2 separate regions of the Zea mays genome follow, and region 1 is linked to region 2. A link is a contact called in public Hi-C data. All regions are on one chromosome and are shown on one strand. The core of a region is the stretch at or near the end of the contact, and the rest is flanking DNA. Distances in the headings are between cores, read along the strand shown. Region 1 has its middle 63 kb from the start of LOC100281480. Region 2 holds the start of LOC100273565 (zinc finger (C3HC4-type RING finger) family protein / BRCT domain-containing protein).

Region 1 (4,825 bases), core at 899-3,398, 290 kb before region 2:
AAACTGGAGATTTTATATTCTGAAGCAACTTTGGGAGCCTGTTGGTGGCTGATCCATACAGCTATGGGTTATCGTTTATGTACCAATGTGGAAGACCCCATGTTGGGGTATAAGTTTGTTTAAGGTTCATACCCCTAAAACTATTTGGAAGTGGTAGAAACAGTGGTCCAAAAGTGTAGTGTTTAATTCTGGATTTTTTAGACTTAGTGAAAAACCAAAGTCTGAATTTGTGTGTTTAATGCCAACTTTGGGCTTTGGTGGTTTGGAATCCATGGGGTTCTAGCTAATGGTCATTGTACTAAACTTGTAGAGAAACATGTGGAGCACCAATTTGATTAAGCCACTTGGCCTTAGAAGCATTTGGAACTAGGAGAAAAAGGTGACCAAAGAGGGGCTGTCAGACTTCTGAATTTTCAGATTGGGAATCGTGTTTCAATATGAAATCAGTATTTTTAGTGCAGTTTTGGAGCTGTGTAGTGCCTGTTCTAGGTAGTTTTGGACTAAAGTTCATGTAGCAAGTTTTAATAATATATGTTAGTGAACAAATTCCTTTAAGTGAGTTGGGCTTGATCACACACAAAAAGTGGAGTCAAAGCTGCCCAAAAATGGACTGTCAGTTTGCACTGACTGAACTTTTCTTCAGTTAACAGATAACTGAATTTCAGTGATTGGTGCCCTTTTTAGATCACTATTGTGACCATTTTATTATGTTTTAGACTATGAAACATCTAGTAGAGTTAGAGACTAAGTATATAGGAACAAGTTTCATGGAGAAAGGGAGACTTGGTGTTACATAGAACTGGGAGTAAATTACACCCAAACATCGCCTGTCAGAGTGACCATGACTGAATTTTATTTAGTTAACTGAAACTTAAACTTCAGTGTTTGTTACCCAGTTTGGGGCACTCTAGCGACCATTCCATCAGGTTTTAGATTTATAGTTGGAGAATAACTTTGGTTAATAAGGTTGGGTCTATTGCCATGGGGAATTATGAGATAACAGGGACTGAACAAAGGGGAGGGGAATGGAGCAGTAGTGCTGTTTCAGTCAACTTCAGAGTTTGGTTTGAGAAACTGAACAAGATCCTCTCTCTGCTGTACTCCACCCATGTGCTCGAGTTGGGATACATCCCTGAAGATCTGGGGTCTCTCTATACTGCAAAAATATCAAGGCTTGGACTGGCTTGGGAGTTTTGGGCAGTGAAGTACTTATTTATTGTGCTTATTAGCTGCAGAAATGGACAAGGGTAGATATTTGTGTTGAGTTGTGAGCTGGTGTGGTGAGGATGCTTGTTTGCCATGTGTATCAGCCATGCAGCGCTGGCAACTTGAGAGTTATCTCCACCATGTGCTGAACAAATTCTTGTTCATTGCTTTAGGGCACGGTCCAGTGAGGGAATCCCTGCTCTCGAGCTCTAGCTTGTAATCATCGAGTGAGTGAAGAAGTGCTGGTGTTCAAGTTTGGGTAGTTCCCCTTCCAATCACCAAGCTGGGTCTGCCCCAAAGCCTTGCACGCCAGCTCTCGAGTTGGTGACTACACCCACCGAGACCCCTACCTCGCCGTGGCCAGAACGTTCCAGAGAATTGCACGCCCGTATAGTTCTCGTCCCGTGATCTTCAGAGGTCAGTGAAGCTCTCTAGATTCGTTGTTCGAGCTCTACTGTTGAATGTGGTAGTGAACATAGCCGCGCCTCCATGGATTTGCGCTGGGAACAGCCTCTGGGCCAACCCGGTAACTCGTGTTGTCTCCAGTTATTTTCGCGTAAGCACAGTGGTCGTGGTAGATCAGTGATACTCTCCATGCCCTTGGTCAGAGTTGTACCGCACGGTGGCCGCGAGATTGAACTCGCCGGACTAGCTCTTCCGCCGCCGTCGTCGGTCACCCGGGTCCAGAGCCTCCGCGGTTGAATTGAACACGTGGATGAGTTTGCTTTGGTTCATAGAGTGTGTTGATGCCGTGGCCGTTGACTATGTCGGGCCGCCGTGGACGATCCGGCGTGGGCTCACCGGAGCTCTCCGCGGCGGAGTCGTGGCTGAGGTTATGTGAAAGGAGGAAAGCCGAAGGGCTTATTTGTTGCTGTTAGTGACCCGGGTTAACAGTGGCCAGGTCTCTGGTGTGGTTCAGCAAAGCGGCGGGGATCTTTGCGCAAAACAGCCAGCTCGGGCGCGGGCCAATGGCCGTAGGCCGGCTTGCCTGTACATGGGCCGTGTAAGGCCCTGTTCGTTTACATCGGATTGCACCCGGAATTATTCCGGCTAATCAAAGTTTATATAAATTATAGAAGCAATCCGGCTTGGAATCGTTCCGACCCACCAATCCGACACAAACGAACAAGGCCTAAACTAGTTTGGGTCCAGTACTGTATATGATTTAGCTTTTTCTTTTATCTGGAAGATTGGAAATTAAGCCAAAAATCGAATAAAAATGATAAAATCGTAGGACCAATTTTATTAGGTTTCTAAAATCAAGGGATTTCTGGTAGAAACATTCTTGGATTTTTTTAGCAAATAGATGTTTTTAGGTGAATAAAAGGTGACTTAAAATGTTTATCTGGAATTTTAGTAATAAAATTAGAGCACTAGAAATTATTAGAAAAATTGTGTGAGCTTGAGCTATGATGAGTCATTTATGTAATCCCTGTGTACGTGAATTTTTGATCCTAACACGTACATGGTTCACATTCGGTTTACCTTCAAAAATAGGGTGTGACACAAGTGGTATCAAAGCCTTGTTGACTGTAGGACCGCTATCCTAGAGTAGCATTGGCCGTTTTAAGAACTTATTGATTATTACTCCACCTCATCCTTAATGCTGCTTCAAAATATTAGTCACCTCGACTAATTCTATGTCATGCTTCTATATATCCCCTTGCTTAATGTATTTTATTCTAGTATTGTCTATGTTTTACCTATTCATTCTATTAGATCTGATCTCACTCTTATGCTTGCAACATCTTTGTAGATGACCCCTGGCCATAGCCTTTAGTCTTTTGGGATTCTTTCCTCTTCCATTATTAAATTGCTACCATTTGACCATCTCTATTCCCTGGTTATTGACATGCTCGTACTCTTAGACTCTTCAATACTTTTGTTTCAAATACTTACATCTGAATTTTTACTACCTACTTAAACATTTCAATCTATATGTCCACAAACTTCTTGTCTTCTGAGATCCCTTCCTATTCCATTGTTAAGTCGTTATCCTTGGGCTTTTTCTATTCCCTTGTCTTGGTATGCCCGTATCCTTGGAATTTTGCATACTCATGTATTCTTATGTATGCTAACTTTTATACCCCAATGACTGTTGAAGACATTTTAGTTAACATGTCCTTGACCACCATTGTTTCTTAATGATCCATGAGCGGTCATTTTATTTTGCACATATGTGGTAATCTTGTTGTTTCCTTGGATCTTCATTCGGTAATGAATTCTTACTTCAACTCTTATGTCGGAACCTCACTTATCTTATCCTTGATTGTTTTCTCCACTTCGTCACTTTGCGAGTCTTGCCTTAACTCTGTCCATGGATTATGTTTTTCATCATTATCACCTTTACCCTTATCACCTCTATATCTTACCTTGATGTTTATCTTATACCGGCCCTTTAAAATCTCCTCTTTTCATATCAATCTGAGCATTGTACTTTACCTATTTTTCCCTTGGCCGTATTATTTTCCTTGTCGCTTGCGAGTTTTTAACTCCATCCTTTGTTGTGCTCTGGTTGGGTATTACCTTTACCTTTCTCATCTCTCGATCTTACCTTGATAATTACACTTTGTCCGTTCTCTAAAATCACCAATCTCCTATCTCAATTTGAGAGCGATGTTTTACTTACCTCACCCTTAGCTGCATCCTCTTCTTTACCGCGTGTAAGCTTGGACGCAACTCCATTCTTTGTTGTACTCATACCATTGGCTCTCCCATGCCTTCATTTCTCTCATACCCTTGTCCGTTATCGCCTTTGACCCTTGCGATATTGAGGTACGCTACCCAAATGCTTGCCTTGAACTTATCCTTTAAAAGCCTCCCCTTTCTTTCAACCCAGTTCGAGAGTTGCGACTCCCTTGATTTCTTTTCACTTCTTGTCACCTTACAAGTTTTGTGTTAATTCCATCCCTTGCAGTGTTTTTATTTGCTATCACCCTCACCTTGTCGTCCATCGATCTTGCCTTGATACTCATCTCTATTCCTACTCTTTAAAAATCTCCTCTCTTCCACCTCAATTTGAGAGTGCACTACTACAACAAACCTCTGTACAGGCGGTTTGGTTAGCCTCTACACAGGCGGTTCCAGGAACCGCTTGTGGTGCACCGCCTGTGATGTAAAACAATATCACAGGCGGTCAATCAAAAATCGCCTGTGATAGACACACATTACAGGCGGTCCAGTTCAAAGGAACCGCCTGTGATAGACACACATCACAGGCGGTTTCTTATCCTAGCCGCTTGTGTTAGCCACACATCACAGGCGGTTTTTAATATAAGTCCGACTGCATACAATATAAATCACAGGCGGTTTTCAATATACAGATTCATATACAGAATTTTCAAACACAGATTCAATACACAGATTTCATACACAGATTCGCACAGATTGCATACACAGATTTATACATATCAAGTTCCATAACAGGTTCCATACACAGATTCATCCACATATCAAGTTCCATCGTCATACACAGATTTATACACATATCAAGTTCCATAGACAACTAAACATCTCAAAGTTCCATAGACAACTAAACATCTAAAGTTCCTAACTAAAGACCTAAACACTGTGTGATATCGTGTACAAACTTAGTTCTGGGAATTGTTGCAAATTTCCA
Region 2 (4,454 bases), core at 151-2,650:
AGTATTTGCCATTTGAGGCTAAACTGAAAAGGTGTTTATCATCTATGCCAGGCTACAGCTCAAAATCTGAAAGCAAATCCCAGAGATGAAGCAGTACAAGTCTAGCTGAACCATGATTGGGCAATATTATACATATGCTAGACATAGCATTGAAGAAGTACAATGGAGATATAAGAAACATGATGAATTGCACATTTGATTAGACAATACAACATCATGAGTCTGCATGCAGGGACAAAATGAAATGAAGGTAATGATTCTTACTTCTTTTAGTAGGGCAGACTCAAAATCAGAATCAGAATCATCAAACTTAACTTTATAGCTGGTTCTGGCTAGAGGAGTGTCCCAGAAATCATCAGGTAACTCTTGGAAAACTCGGTCCTCCATGATGGCACTTTTTTTGCCTTGTGTACGGGAACGAGTAGGCAACTCTGGGACTGGCCCTGCTTCTTCACCACTGTGTACCAAGCAGAAATGTAAGTTTCTGAGAATGTAGCCAACACTTTTACAGAATAAGATAGCATATGTGACTTGTAGTGTACAGGGACTGGCCCTGCTTCTTAGCAACTATTAATCAAAAGGAAAGATAAGGTCTTGTCTGAGAAATACTGTCAACATGTTGACACAAATCTAAGAACAAAATGTGAGATGGATTATAACTGTCCACAGCAATTTCGTTCTATCAAGGCAGCACTCTGTGGAAACATAATTACTATTTCCAGTTTCACATTTTGTCCATGGATTCGCCAAGGGAAACAACAGTGTACTTGTCTAATCAAGGAGGTGTTTGGTTTCTAGGGACTAATTTTTAGTCCCTCCATTTTATTTCATTTTAGTCCCTAAATTACCAAATACGGAAACTAAAATGGAATAAAATGGAGGGACTAAAAATTAGTCCCTAAAAACCAAACACCCCCAAGTCACAATTTCAGAACACTAGAAGAAAAATCGTCCCTACCTTACCATCAAGTAAGAGTCCACTGGGAGGCGCCTCCCCTCCCTAAGGCACTCCGTAAACCACCAATGGCTCACGACGAGCGTCCCCAGCCTCCTCGCGATGTCGTACTTTTTCCCCTCGAGCCTCCAGCACACCTGCCCGCCAGTAGTGCGCGCCAGATCCAATTCACATCGCATAGAATCGAATCACACAACTAAAATTCGATGCGCAGCCAGCTGGAGGTGCGTAGTGGATTACCAGGTGGGTGATGGACCGGCTCATGGATCCTACGTAGCTGGCGCCGGTCTCCGCGATGAGGTTCACGAGCCTGTGCCGCTCGTCGCCGTGGTACCCACTCACGGTCGCGACCACGGACACCATCCCGTCGATCGGCATGGGATCCGCCGTGAACCAAGGAAGAAAATCACTACCGGGGCAAGCGGGAGGGGAGAACGAAGGCGGGAGGTTCACGGGCACGCGGCGGCGGCGCTACAGGAGTGGGGAAAGAAGTTTCCCGACACTTCTGAAAACGAAACCCCCTTTATGTTTCCCTCCATTTTGTTTAAAAATTTTCAGGTGGCGCGGGTGGATATACGATGGACTGCTAAGACCGTCTCCATCAGCCCATATACATAAACAGCCCATATACATAATCAAACTATACTCTACAAATAATATAATCTACAGTATAAAACGATACAAAAGTGTTTTTTAACTATATAGAATGAACTACTGTATATTACACATATATGGTCACTAAAAACACCATTTTGTATTATTTTACATTGTAGATTGCATTGTTTATAAAGTGTAGTTTGAATATGTGTATGAGTATTGGTAAAGTGATCAGCTATTTGATCTACAATACAAGCAAGTTGGACACTCGAACCACGACCTAACCATAACGGCGCTAAAAACATCTCCAACAAGCAACAATGTCTCAAATTGATGCCTTAAATTAAAAATATAGAACTCTACGTAGAAAAAACTACTTCAACAATGCCTTATTTTTCAAATTTTGGTCAAAAAATTATAGGGCATCCTCTCATTTACATCAAATATATTACACTATAGTGGACTTCTCTGTAATCTAAATTTGAGGCTTTACTAGTACCCTAAATTCTATAAATTATACGTATTTTCAAATTATAGGGTATTTTTATAGGTCGCGTTGTTAAAGATGCTACAGTTGATTCAAGTCTTTTAATATGCTTTTAAAGCATATGTTGAGTTAAATTTTTATATTAGTACTTTAACTAATCAGTTTTTAGCATGTTTGGTTCCCATGCGCTAAACTTTAAAACTCTCAAATGAAGAGCTAAAGTTTAACACATGAGTAGTGTTTGGATGCAAATGAAAGTTTAGCATATAGATATAGAAAAGACATTCATACCTATATAAGGTTGTCTCCAGCAGCTCCCCTATTTCATACTCTATTTCAAACTTCACTCTACAAACAGTATCGTCTATAATATTGTGTCCTCTATTTTAAACGATCCACCGAAGACAGCCTAATGTTGGGTGGGAAGAGATAGTATAGGGTGAGAAGAGGAGATGTCTTTTCCTCATCTTGGACCACCTTAGCACATCTTGAAAAGCTAAACTGCTAATAATGCCAAAGTTTGGTATTTCACTTTTAACATCTTTTAGCACTTCTGTTTAGATCTCTAATTGCTAAAGGTTATAAGCCCTTATATGAGCCCTTATCCAAGTCTAATATATTAATAAAAAGTAAAACATAATTAAGTATTAAAATAAACGAAATAAAATTACATTTTTTACTAAAAATCATCAAAAATGAATTTGTAAAATTAATTTATTGATTTAATATATTAATGAAGAGAAACGACAAATATAAAATTAAATGATATTAAAATAATTAAATATTAGAATAAATAAAATAAAAAGTGTACATAAACAATTTTTCACAATAGACAACTCACAACAATTTGAACCAAACGACTTTTAGCTTTTTATAGTAGATAACTGTCGGCGTTTCGAGACCGGGGGGTCCCTAAGCCGACGAGTGAGTGTGCCGCGTGCCCCAGCCCAGATGGGTCGAGCGCGTGGGCGAGCGCGAAGGGGGGAAGCGAGGTGGCCGGAGACGGGCGTGAGAGAGGTGGAAATCCCGCGGCCTTCGTGTTCGTCCCGCGCCTAGGTCGGGTGCGCTTGCAGTAGGGGGTTACAAGCGTCCACGCGGGTGAGGGAAGCGAGCGGCCCCAGGAGAGCGCCTGTCTCGTCCTCGCCCCCGCGCGGCCAACCTTCTCTAAGAAGGCCCTGGTCCTTCCTTTTATAGGCATAAGGAGAGGATCCAGGTGTACAATGGGGATGTAGCAGAGTGCTACGTGTCTAGCGGGGGAGAGCTAGCGCCCTAAGTACATGCCGATGTGGCAGCCGGAGAGATCTTGGCACCCAGTCGGTGTGATGTCGTGGCCGTCGGAGGAGTGGCGGAGCCTGGCGGAGGGACAGCTGTCGGAGTGGTCGAGTCCTTGCTGACGTCCTCCTGCTTCCGTAAGAGAGCTAAGAGCCGCTGTCGTCACAGGGCACGCGGGGCGCCATCATTGCCTATCTGGCGGAGCTAGCCAGATGGGACACCGGTCTTGTTCTCTGCGGCCCGAGTCGGCTCGGGGTAGGGTGATGATGGCGCTTCCTGTTGACGTGGCGGGCCCGCGCCCGAGGTCGGGCGACGTGGGGGCTCCTCCGAAGCCGAGGTTGAGTCTGTCTTCCGTGGCCGAGGCCGAGCCCGAGCCCCTGGGTCGGGCGAGGCGGAGGTCGTTCGGCAGAGGCCAGGGCGGAGTCCGAGCCCTGGGGTCGGGCGAAGCGGAGTTCGTCGCCTTCTAAGGTTGAGCCCGAGTCCGAGCCCTGGGTCGGGCGGAGCGGAGTTCGTCGTCTTCTGGGGCTGAGCCCGAGTCCGAGCCCTGGGTCGGGCGGAGCGGAGTTCGCCGTCTTCCGGGGCTTAGCCCGAGTCCGAGCCCTGGGTCGGGCGGAGCGGAGTTCGCCGTCTTCCGGGGCTTAGCCCGAGTCCGAGCCCTGGGTCGAGCGGAGCAGAGTTCGCCGTCTTCCGGGGCTTAGCCCGAGTCCGAGCCCTGGGTCGGGCGGAGCGGAGTTTCCTATGGCGCCTTTGGCAGGGCCTGACTGCCTGTCAGTCTCACTCTGTCAAGTGGCACTGCAGTCGGAGTGGCGCAGGCGACGCTGTCCTTCTGTCAGACCGGTCAGTGGAGCGGCGAAGTGACGACGGTCACTTCGGCTCTGCCGGGGGGGCGCGCGTCAGGATAAAGGTGTCAGGCTACCTTTGCGTTAAATGCTCCTGCGACTCGGTCGGTCGGCGCGGCGATTTAGTCAGGGTTGCTTCTTAGCGAAGGCAAGGCCTCGGGCGAGCCGGAGATGTGTCCGTCGTTAAAGGGGGGCCTCGGGCGAGACGGAAATCCCTCAGGGTCGGCTGCCCTTGCCCGAGGCTAGGCTCGGGCGAGGCGTGATCGAGTCGCTCATATGGACTGATCCCTGACTTAATCGCACC

What was found. A called contact is a pair of places that touch in the nucleus more often than the background predicts.
Region 1: a Hi-C map of ear shows a contact between it and region 2, with 1.6 times the contacts expected there. The contact joins the enhancer-like site here to the promoter of LOC100273565 in region 2. A contact is called at or near these places in 2 of 25 Hi-C or Micro-C datasets (ear and tassel).

What each region holds. Positions count from the first base shown.
Region 1 is chr1:223,384,169-223,388,993 of Zm-B73-REFERENCE-NAM-5.0, reverse strand. No RefSeq gene overlaps it. Among protein-coding and RNA genes, the nearest start is that of LOC100281480, 63 kb to the right of the region's middle. Within about 2 kb of position 2,148, at least 19 of the 20 cell types and tissues checked have an H3K27ac peak or open chromatin away from gene starts, as enhancers often do. A contact at or near this core is called in ear and tassel, where this site is marked.
Region 2 is chr1:223,093,726-223,098,179 of Zm-B73-REFERENCE-NAM-5.0, reverse strand. It overlaps LOC100273565 (zinc finger (C3HC4-type RING finger) family protein / BRCT domain-containing protein), which reads right to left and starts at 1,400. Exons shown (of 7, transcript NM_001360279.1): 1 at 1,196-1,400; 2 at 959-1,092; 3 at 316-457. The coding sequence starts at 1,333.